4 separate regions of the Mus musculus genome follow, and all the other regions are linked to region 3. A link is a contact called in public Hi-C and promoter capture Hi-C data. All regions are on one chromosome and are shown on one strand. The core of a region is the stretch at or near the end of the contact, and the rest is flanking DNA. Distances in the headings are between cores, read along the strand shown.

Region 1 (2,721 bases), core at 48-2,547, 2.9 Mb after region 3:
TGGGCAGCCCTTAGAGTGCTCAGCTCCGTGTCCTACATGTCTGGAAGACATGGACACAAGGTTAAAGGGTAAGAACCTCGGGCCTCAGTGGCCCAGAGCACGCAGTCTGGGAACACAGTCTCCTTCAGCCCAGGAGCCTCTGGCCTCTGAGTCAGAGCCAGCTCAGCCTCAGAACCTCATTTCACAGGCTCACCAGAGCAGTGCGATGTAGAAGAGAAGGAACATCAGGTGGGACTCAATGTCCCCATCATAAGACCGGAAAGTTGGACCAGAAAGATGCCCTGAAAACAGCTGCAGATGGGAGCCTAAGATTCTCTGGTGGTGGGGAGACTAACTTAGTTGAGGGCTGTGATAGGGAGACCCAGAGTCCTTCCCTCCCTCAAATATGTGAGAAATTCCTCATGGGAGAGTCACAGACCACAGACCCTAGGAAGGAGCTGAGGTGGAAGGACAAATGTGCCTCGACTCCTGCTCCTTCTTCACTTACCTCTAGCCTGGCTTCACCAAATGGCGTGGCCCTCACCATGTGCTGAGGCGTGACCCCGCTGACTTGGGTTCTGTAGTCCGTGATCTCTCCCTCGGGTCGGATGTACTTGTCATACAGGACTGCGCCATGGATGTTCACAATGCTGCAGCGGGCGAGGCCACTCACCCTTTGAGGCCCAAGCCCCACCATCTCACAGTCCATGGCCACCACCTCTGGGATGCCTGCCATGCTCCTTGGCGACCCTCAGAAAGCCCTGGAGGATGGGGAGGTGGGGGGTGGGGGAGAGCCAGGCTGTCAGTCAAGAACCAACAGCCCTCCAGGCATCCTGGGCCACCACCCTGCCAAACTACACCCTGAGCCCTGCCCATTATCTCCAGTGCCACCTGGCAACAGAAGCTGGCCTCTTGCCAGCCTTCAGCTTCTGTGTGCTATAGGTCCCAGAGCTTGCTGGTCCTGTCTGGCTGTCCCACCTCGAAGCCCCCTCCCATTGCCTCCCAGTTTGGGCAGCTATGTGGTTGGTACCTGCTCTCACCTGTCTCAGTGCCCTGGGTTCTCTTCTGCCCCTCTGTTTCCACTTCTCGGCTACTTCAGTCACTTTGGGAAGTGACTCATCTCTAACGGGGAGCCTGCCTGTTTTAGTTTCAGTTTCTGGTTCATTATCAAGGGAAGTTGAGGAGTGGGGGCAGGCCTTGTAGCCTGGGCTGTTCCATCTCCTCAAGGCTGGCCAGGTAAGGGGGCTGGCAGGTTGAGTCAGGGCTGGTGGCCGCGTCAGGCTGTCCCTCCTCTGGCCCTGCCCTACTCCTCCCTTTCGGATGACGTGTCTGACGTGGACGGAGTGGATTGCAACATCTTTCTTTGCTTTTCTCACCCTCCACCCAGAGAATAAACATCTCCGGGATTGGAGCCTGGGGAAGGTCCCACAACTTCTGGGACCTGCTGTCAGTGTGCTACCCTGGGAGGTTTTCTGAGGACAGAGCAAGCAGTTCTTGAGATGCTGGTACCATTAACTGGGAAGGGCAGCAAGGGGTTGGGGGAGGAGGAGGGTCTAGTCCTTGGTGCCTCATTGGGCAGAGACTCTACCTGGGAGAGTTGACAAACAGCAGCAGACCTTTAGAGGGCCTCAAGCCAGGCTGTTCTTCCTCCTGGGTTCTAGTCTCCTGGGCTGGGACTTAGAATCCTTAGAGTGATACCTATTATTAGGTCCAAAAGGAAAAATTCCAAGAACCCTCCCCAGCCCCCTGAAATAAAGGGCAGGCCCACTGTCTTTGTCCAAAATGACAGTCTGGCCCGCAGCTCAAGCTGGACTATAGGGTTTCTTGTGTATAGCTCAAAGTTCTCACAAAGAGTTCCTCAGAAACCTGTCAGAACAGTTCTGTGGGTCCACATGACAGCCCATGCTAGCCTGCAGACTCCTTCACATGACACATGTTCACATGTACCTGTTCTGCACTGGCCTTCTGACCCCTCTCACCTCCCTGACTCCTCCGCTCTGCTAGCTCCCAGGCCCTTCCACCTCAGCCCCGTCCGTTTTCCTTAAAACCAGCAATATCCCCACTCTACCCCCTGCCGCTCTTACTATTCTCTTCTCTAGCTCCCCACTCCTATTTTCTCTGCTCCTGAGAGATGGTCCTGTCCATGGGCAGGCAGTCTGCTGCTTTTCCTCTCTGCTCTGGACTCTTCTGGATGCCCCTGGCTGGTCTCTCATAGCGACAAGAAAACTCCTCCCCTGAATCATGGAGCCCCTGTTGCTTATTCCTAACACGCAGGGAACGTTCAGTATTCTAATAAACAAACTGAGGTATGCGCGGATCAGAAACAGACTCAGCTTTCTAAGAGGGGAGCGCTTGCAGAACACACCAGAGAGAGAGAGGCCAAAGGAAGAATATATATGGATCTGCATTCGCTTTGCCACTCGGGGAGATAAAACACAGAGGCGCTAGGCTATGTTCCTTTCTCTCCGCTGGGGTGCGGGGCTTGTGGGTCATACCGCTCAGGGGAGAGGAAATGAAACCTAAGATAGGGGCCCCAGTTCATTGTCACTGGGTCGGAAACTGTGGTTCTCAAACTCCTGGGCATGGAAACCCCAAGAGTTGAAGGGATGAGGGTGGGGTGGGGCTAAAAACAGGGAATCCGGCTTAGTTTCAGACCTGCTTCGGAGACTTGAGCACTGCTCTGTAGGACAAAGGCTTGCCCCCCGGGGCGGTCCTTGAAGGAAACAGCCATTGCTTGTCCAA
Region 2 (2,794 bases), core at 114-2,613, 2.9 Mb after region 3:
GCCTTGAGCTACTGATTCCTCTGCCTCCCTTCCTAAATGCTGGGGTTATAATCTGTGGCCCCACCCCTACTGGCTCTTATTCTTGTATGAACTTGTGCAAGAGATGTATGTCCCCTTTGGGTCTCAGTTTCATCATGGGAAAGGAAGAGAGTTGTGGCTGGAAAGCTTTAGTAATATTTTATCAAGACTTCAAGTATTTAGGGCTAACAGGTTTAATACTTGGGATAACCTTAAGAGGCAGGTATAGTCATTTTCCAGAAAAAGGCATGAGGTTTCTAAAGCCAGCACCTAAGAATACTGAGCCTGGAAATGGTAGGACTGGGCCAGAAACCTATCATTCTCTTCATAGTCAGTCTATATCCCCAAGTCACCTTTCCCCTTTAGACCTTAATTTTCCTCTCTCCCTGGTCAAAGTCAACACATATCCCTTTCTCATGTGTTGGTCTGCAGAGATATTCATTCTCTGAGTCCTTTGGGTATGGAGAGGGTTGGGAGAGAGAGCAAGGCTCAACCTAGCCTCTAATTCTATATCCTATGTCTCAGAAGAGCTGGGGATATAGAATGGAGATGGCATGGGGGTCCAGAAGAGATAGACCACAATGGATTACTGATGGAATATTTACTGAGATTCTATAAGATGTCAAACCTTGTTATGGGGTGGGAGGTGGGGCTGGAACAGAAAATAAGACAAAAATCCCTGTTCTCAGTTTATAATCTACCAAAGGGAGGAGAGACACAACAAAGCAATACACATCAACAGAAACAGATATTTGACAGTGGTGGGTGAACAGTGGCGGTGGCTACCCAGAAGCCTTAAGAGAAGATATTTTGGGTTTGGTTTCCTGCCAAAGCATCAAAAATAAACCATACACCCAAATACAAACGCGCGCGCGCGCACACACACACACACACACACACACACACACACACACGCAAGCACAAAGGAGAGAAGCCACCGACTCACAGGGAAGAAATAGCTTGTAAGAAAAAAGAAAATTAAATGAAGTAACGTGTAGGTGAAAAGGCCAGTCAATGGTATTGGATTCATTTAGTACAGAAGCTTTTATTGTATCCCCACGTGCAACCACGAGCATGGAAAACGCAGTGACATGGTGCATGTATAATCCATCTTCCACCAGTATGCAAGAAGCAGGTGAAAACTTAACTCCTACTCATAGTAGTTATGAACGTGCCTTGGATCACTTGGTCCGGGGCTTATCCAGCCTCTATGGTCTCGATCTCTCCTCCGGACGCCAGGGTGCGCTGCGCCGCTCCTTAGCTGCATGGCGTCTCGATCTTCCGATCTTCCCTTCTCGCTGCGCAGCGCTTCCGGTAGCGGGCGGAAACCCGGGCTGGTGGCTGCCGACGCCGGGGTCCCGAGGCATGGTGGGGGCGGGGCCGGGGGAGGTGTGCGCGGAGCAGGCTAGGGCGACCCTTGCCCTGGCCCCATGAGCCAGGACTCGACAGGTGAGGACTTGCCCTTTGCGGCCCGCGAGAGCTCCGCGGCGGGCTCCTCCCCGCATGCTCGCCGGGTCTCAGGAGCTCCGGCCCCCGGCTTTGCCCGGGGAGGCCCCGCCCTGGGCTTTTCTTTCCGGGGGCGACCATGGGCATGTGTGTCTGCCTCTTGGCATCCTTTTCTTGTTTTGGAAGCAGTCGCCAAGAGTGTGGGGACATGTGCACTTGCTCCAACGAGGAATAAACCTTGCGTTCACACAATTAGTGACCCGCTTTAGCCAGGCTTTCGTTTCAGACCGCACCGCACCAAAGCGTCTACCATGTGCCAGCCCCAGGGCTGGAAGAGTATACCGCGGTGACCGAAGTAGACCTGGTTACTTCCATTAGAGAGGGTACAGTTCAACGAGGAGACTCAAACATTAAACACAACCATGCAAGCGACCGTGTAAATTAAAAAAAAAAAATGTGACAGATGACTAGAGAAAGAAACAAGAAAAAGATGAGTCCTTTAGGTGGGGTGGTCAGAAAGACTTCCCCAAAACTTGACACTACTAACGTTGCAACGAGAGAATTTATGGCGTGGACCGGAGAGAATGTCTTCCGGAAAATGAAAGTTCCCCTGTGGTTACCCACGTTAGCCAAGAAGATGGCTTGAGGTATGCCCACCGTTTAAGAAGGAAGCTTGCTACGTGTTAAGCACTGTGGTGGGCATACAACAGATAAGTGTATACTTGACCCAGAGAGATCACCATAAATATACACATTAGTAAAATACAGAGAGTTGCAATTGAGTGGCTAGTGTGTTGGAATCTATGTCTCACTAAGTGAAGGAAGGCCTTCAAAGACAGGATGATGAGGCTGATATTGGAGACAGTTCTCAAAGGTGAAGAATTTAGTGTCTACAAAAGACCAGATAGTAGAGTTCAGTGTGTGGTCTGTTGCAGTCACTCTGCTCTTTTCCTAGGGCTAAAGTGGCTCTAGGCAATATGCAAATGAGCGAGTGGCTTTCAGGGAAGGGTTCCTTCCAAAAAACAACCAGAGGTGGTAGTTTAGAGACCTGACTCCCTCTGGTCTGGCGGCTCTGCAAGCCTTTTAGATCTTTATCCAATGGATGTAGCTTGTATGAGGATAAGCTTGAAACAAAAGGATTGCAAAACAATACCCTGACTATGTGTTGTAAGGGTTTTGTTTGTTTTGTGGTCCTGGGGAATCTGTTATGCTGCTCTTTATGAAAGCCTTTGCCAGAACACTACTACCACCTCCAAGCTTTTGAGATAGATCTCTCTCTCTCTCTCTCTCTTTCTATTATTGATGTGCAAACCTTCTTTGTTGGCCATTT
Region 3 (2,749 bases), core at 148-2,647:
TTAAGAATTTTACATTGGGTTTCTGCCATTTGGATTACAAACCCCTGTTCTTTCCATTGGGGCAAGTGGCTGTGTGACAGATTGACCTGAGGCGGGGTCCTGTCCTTTCTAGCTGGTGATGAGGTACTCTAGAGGTACCTGTGGAGAAGGCTGACGGTTCCTTAGAGGACATTGCTTCCCCCTCCTTTGCCCATCCAGGCACCATCAGAAATACACCAATCCGTGTTCCTCCCCTGATAAAAACTGTCAAGTCTCTAGAGCAGTGGTTCTCAACCTTCCTAATGCTGCAACCTTTTAATACAGTTCCTCATGCTGTGATGACTCCCAACGGTAACATTACTTTTGTTGCTACTTCCTAACTAATTTGGCTACTGTTATGAATCGTAATGTAAATATTTTTAGGGCATCATGATTTCACCTCAAAATTCATCAAATTACTACAGTATAGTTTTGGCTCCACTTTGTGCCTCTATTTGTAATGTATTTCAAAAAAGGTGTGGTGTGGTTTAACACCTGAATCACCTGAGTCTTAGGCTTTAGCCACTTTCTCACAACACACCACTTAACGTGTCATGTGGAAAGGGTGTCTCTGGGAGAGTAAAATGAGACATCCCATTCTGATCCCAACCTTTAGTGGCTGTTTTCAGCACTCACATTCCAGTCTCACCTGTTTGTGAATCTGAATGCTGTCGCCCTTTGACATTTGTCACAGTCTCTGTCCTCCTCCTTAACTCCCCTCTCACTGGCACAGGTCACTGATAATTTGGTTATGTATTCAGGTAGCTCCTTAACTATTCCACTTGGATGTCTCCAATCATTTCAAACTTAATGTACCCTGAAAACTCCCCCTCGGACTGCCACAACTGCTAGCCGTAGACTCGGGCATCTTCAGTTAATCTTTTCCCCATCTCAGATTATTCAGGTCCCAAAGATCCTCAAAATGGTAACAAGCCATCTCCCATTTAGGTAGCAGATCTTCCTACCTCTGGGCATATACCATCTATACATTCTAACCTTATTGGACAAGGCCAGTCCCTAACTTTAGCACTTGCATTGATTTGCCTCTGCTTCAGTTTCACGAACGGTTGTATTCAACTCCACAGTGGATCTCCTCTCCTTGCGCACTGCCCTGTGCGAATTGCCATGGTGCCGCGTTGGGCAGGCGAGCACCGAGGCTGGCTGCTCTTGCCAACCCTAAGGATAGGTGACAATTTTCCCTCTGCTGGCAAAGATGGCTCACCAATGGATCACACCCTGAGGCTGGCAGGTTGCAAAGGAAGGAAAACAGTGCCATCTCGGGGCGAGGTGGCACTCTTAGGTGCCGGCCGACGCGCCTGCCGCTTCCGCCCATGACTTGCGCAGGCGCACAGAACTCTTCCGCCACGCTGGCGCCTGCGTGGTTGGGATGCTGCTGCTTGCTGTAGGTCGGTGTGCTTGGCCTCTGTTAGACTCCTGTGTGGTTCCACAATGCCTAAGAAAGCCGGTGCGACAAGCAAGGCCAGTGGCAAGCCTCGTGTTGTGGAGAGGGTGGGCCACGGGGCTACACTGGCGGGGAACAGACGCAGCGCCTGGAGGGCGGAAGACCTCCCTTCGGGTCCAGGTCTGAGACTTCCTGGGTCGCACATTAGCTCGCCCTAAGGATGAGTAGGCTCCACTGCGCACCCGCTGACCACCGTCTTTGCTCTCTCACTCTGAGGGTTACACTTCCCGGCAGGCTGTGCGTTCTGCCTCCCTATGGTGGCTGATCGCTTCCTTCTGTCAATGAGACTGCACTCCCTCCCCTAATATCCCTTTGTTTTCTGTCGCTGTGATCCCAGCCCCTTGAAGTCAGGGAGTTTGAATCCTTATTCCTCTTCATACCCGCTGTCCGCATACTGCCCTGGAAGTTGTTTTCTGTTAAGTTGTTAGATGGCATTTAAATACCAGTCGTCGTTCTTTCTGCAATGGACTCCTCACCCACTCTTGAGCGTTAGGATGCATTGGCTATAAAGATGACTAATAAATGCCCCTTCTCTTGAGAAATAGAAACGATAAAGTAGACTGTGGGAACAAGTCCTAAGCTAGCCAAGAGATCTTAAGTAGAACACATACCTACACAGAGACAGCCCCACCCCACCCCCCTCTCTGTCTCTGTATGTTGGATCATGAAGGGATGTGGGAGGAGCACGGTGGTGGCTAGTTTCTGCATGTAGGCCCAGTTTAGTGAAGGTGAGGGTAGTGATGGCTCAAAATAACTGAAGTATTTTGTTACCTGTGAAATTGTGTGTCATTTTAGGGTAAAAACCAAACCAAAGAACCAGAGACAGCACCTCCTGCTGCAGGGCCTGTAGCAACTGACCCTAAAGGTTTTGTCACCATAGCCATTCATGCCAAACCTGGCTCCAGACAGAACGCTGTGACAGGTACGTCTGAGCACTGGGTGGGATTTGGATGTGGATAAAGCAGCGTTTTCATCTTATTTTTGCCTTGTTATCTAAAAGCTTATCCTGTAACTGTAAATGGTATTTTTTATGTCTGCGTTTAGAAGCTTCTCCATCTAAACATTCTATAGTCTCATATAGAGGTATTTGAAAGAAAATGTACAATATTTAATACCAAATCAGATGGAATCTGTGTATCTTTTCCTTTTTAAAAATGTGGTATTTTGTAGATGGGCCTGGTCATATATGCCAATAATTCACAAGTACTTAGTTAGGAACTGAGGCAGGAGGTCAGCTAGACTACAACAAGACCCTGTCTCTAAACAATA
Region 4 (2,954 bases), core at 141-2,640, 2.1 Mb after region 3:
ATAAATGGAAGATGACAGGTGTGTCTGGTGTGTCCAACTGGAACACAATAGAGAAAGAGCACAGGCCACAACAACAAAGGGGTTTGCTTTTGTTTTGGAGATGGGGCCTCTCTGCATAGACCTGGATGGAGGCTAGAACTAGAGAGAGACCTGCCTCTCTGCCTCCTGAGGGCTGGGGCGTCATCAGGCCGGGCCAACAACAAAGGTTAAGAGAGGTTTCTACTGCCTCAGAGGGAGAGGATTAGAGGTCCAGGAAGACACAGCAGCACTAGACAAAACAAGCGGCCAAGTCCTGTAGCCTGGCTGAACCAGGCTTCCACCATGCTGGAATACAAGTGCTGTGTAGCAAAACTAAGGACGCAAAAGCACCCAGGTACCAAAGCGCAGAGGCTCTTCCACACTCGGATTTAATAGGTACCCAGAATCTACCCATTTTGTTGGAGGAACGCTGTCCTTTGCGACCCGCAAGGGTTTCCCTCGGAAGGCACACGGGGTTCATTCTGGGTCTGTGGCACTTTACGGAGCCTGACAAGTTCAGCTGTCGGGGAGTTGCGGACCGGATCCAGACTGCTTCTCACCTTACCTTAGATCGCTCGGTGGTGTCCACCCAGTACAAGGTGATATTTCGGGCGATCATAACCTCTTGGACTCTCTTGGGCAACACCTTCTCCATCACCTGCTTGGGGGTGAGCGGCACGCGTTGAGCCTGTGCCTCGCACCCGGACACGAACTGAAGCAGCTCCCTCTGCGAGTGAGGACAGGGCGCCAGGAGGAAGACGGCGTTCCCAAAGCCCCCGAGCGCGGCCTGGGCCTCCCTGGCCTCGCCGTCGGCGTCCAGCAGCCTCCTGCCGCTACTCCGCAGGATCGGCTTGGTGGGCGACGTGATCTCCGGCCGGTCCCACTGGTAGTCGAGCAGCGTCTCCATCAGGGCACCGTGCGTGTGGGTGGCTCTGGGCGTCGGGCCCGGCAGGTGAGCTCCGGGAGGGCGATCCCCCAGCCTGGCCTCCAGCTCCTCCTCGAAGTCCTCCCAGGAGCGGCTCCCCAGCTCGCGGAAGTCGGACACGCGGGAGGGCCGGCTCCGTGCCCCCTGAGAGTCGAAGAACTTGAAGGTCCAGTGGACCCTGGCAAGGCCGAAGCGGCAGCTCAGGTAAGTGAGGAGCCGGAGGGCGGCGCGTCGGGCCGGGCTATGAGGAGCAGAGACGCCCGCTGTGTCCACCAGCAGCATCACTTTGTGACAGCAGGCCATCTCGGCCGCCACGGGACTCCCTCTGCCCGGCCGCGCGTGGCCCTTCCTGAGGTAAAGCACTCTCTTCAGAGAACCAGCGCCATTGCCCGCTTCTCTGAGGCCCTGCTCCGAAGGCTCCCGCGCTCTCCGACAGCTGCAGCTATTGGAGGAGCTGGTACCCAAACTCGGCTCCTATTGGCTGCAGGCTGAACGTAAGTTACGTAAGCACTTCCCTCTTTAACCCTAACTGGAAGGCGTGTGGAAGACCTCCGCTTGATTGGTGGAGGGTGTGGCGGTGGGCGGGGCGCTGAGTTCCGGGAGAAATGTAGTTCTCATTGGCCTGAGCCTTCGTTTTAAAATTTAAAGAGGCGGTACTTCGGGGGCGTGGCGGTGGGCGCGGAAGCCTTCGTTTGGGCTACTGTGCGCAGATGTGAGTGTGAGTGTGAGTGTGAGTGTGTGAGTGTGAGTGTGTGAGTGTGAGTGTGAGTGAGTGTGTGTGTGTGTGTGTGTGTGTGTGTGTGTGTGTGTGTGTGTGTCTGTACACGCGCGCGCGTACGTGAGTGTGTGTGTCGCCTGCGGAAGGCGGGGCGTGTTTACTAGAACCCTGAAGCCTGGGATGTGCACAGTGAGGGGTTTAGGATGCTTGAGTCAAGTTCACTTTAGACTACTCTTAAGTCTTTTAGCCTATGACGGAGGGCTTAATTTTTTTTTTCTGTAAAAGACGAAAGGAACATTTCATAATCCTCAAACTCGAGGGACGGAGGTAGGAGGATCGCAGGTTCCAAGCCAGCAGGGGCTACTTAGCAAGGCTGGAGCATAGTGGAAGGACCTCGGATACTCTATTGTAAAGGTCTGGAAGGCAGGGAAGTGTTTTCGGGAAGAAAGAGAAGTGACAGAAGAGCAATACGGGTCCTAGGTAGGAAAATGTAATATAAAGATACCTAATCAGACGTCTGCAGAGCACCTGGGGAGGCTGTTTTACAAACTAAGGAGTGAACACACCAGAGAGTACGCAAGCCAGTCCAATGGGTGCAGAAAAAAACACTAGAACGTCCGATTTCCAGCACCCGCCTTCTTACAGCTCATCCATTCAGTAGATTAGTGTTTTCTGAAGTCTTGGTTTTGTTTTACTTGTTTTTGTTGTGTGTTTGTTTTTGTGACTTTCTTTTATATTCCAAATTGGCCTCAAACTGTACCTTGTACTTCTCTGATCATCCTGCCTCCACCTTCCTAGTTCTGGGACTGTAGACATGCCCCTGCACCAAACGCAGTTTATGGGGTATTGGGGATCAAACCCAAGACTTCCTGAATGCTGGACAGTCAAGCACTGAACCAACATCTCCAACACTCATTCGTGTCTTCCTCCTCCCCCCTCCCGCTTTCTTTTTAACTTTATTGTATATGGGGGCAGGGAGGTGTTGCTAGGGATGGAACTCCCAGCCTGGCATGTTGTTAGCAAGTATGCTCCCTCTTGGTCTCATCTCTGGCCAGTGGATTTTTTTTTGTGTGTGTGTGTGTGTATGGGCGTTTTGCACATGTGCATGCCTGTGCTCAGAGATCAGAATAGGGTGTTGGATCCCCTGGAACTGGAGTTGCAGCTGATTGTGAGTCAGCCTTGCATGATGGGAATCGAACCCAGATCTTCTGGAGGTGCAGCAAATGCTTTAATCCACTGAGCCATCTCTTCAGCCCCTCATATGTGTTTCCTATTGGTACCACAGTAAGAGGA

Evidence for each region. Promoter capture Hi-C pulls out the DNA fragments that hold promoters and counts their contacts. A called contact is a pair of places that touch in the nucleus more often than the background predicts. Capture Hi-C pulls out chosen DNA fragments and counts their contacts.
Region 1: a promoter capture Hi-C map of liver shows a contact between it and region 3, with 6 times the contacts expected there. The contact joins the promoter of Isg20 here to the promoter of 3110040N11Rik in region 3. A contact is called at or near these places in 1 of 39 promoter capture datasets (liver) and 1 of 9 other capture datasets (liver).
Region 2: a contact with region 3 is called in a promoter capture Hi-C map of liver, with 5 times the contacts expected there. The contact joins the promoter of Det1 here to the promoter of 3110040N11Rik in region 3.
Region 4: a Hi-C map of B cells shows a contact between it and region 3, with 9 read pairs. The contact joins the promoter of Ticrr here to the promoter of 3110040N11Rik in region 3. A contact is called at or near these places in 1 of 39 promoter capture datasets (liver) and 1 of 484 Hi-C or Micro-C datasets (B cells).

What each region holds. Positions count from the first base shown.
Region 1 is chr7:78,912,341-78,915,061 of GRCm38.p6, reverse strand. It overlaps Isg20 (interferon-stimulated protein), which reads right to left and starts at 1,297. Exons shown (of 4, transcript NM_020583.5): 1 at 1,020-1,297; 2 at 488-740. The coding sequence starts at 715.
Region 2 is chr7:78,845,780-78,848,573 of GRCm38.p6, reverse strand. Det1 (de-etiolated homolog 1 (Arabidopsis)) reads left to right here and starts at 1,363. Exons shown (of 5, transcript NM_029585.3): 1 at 1,363-1,467.
Region 3 is chr7:81,788,103-81,790,851 of GRCm38.p6, reverse strand. It overlaps 3110040N11Rik (RIKEN cDNA 3110040N11 gene), which reads left to right and starts at 1,397. Exons shown (of 5, transcript NM_026077.4): 1 at 1,397-1,497; 2 at 2,276-2,402. The coding sequence starts at 1,468.
Region 4 is chr7:79,658,632-79,661,585 of GRCm38.p6, reverse strand. Ticrr (TOPBP1-interacting checkpoint and replication regulator) reads right to left here and starts at 1,390. Exons shown (of 22, transcript NM_029835.1): 1 at 584-1,390. The coding sequence starts at 1,246.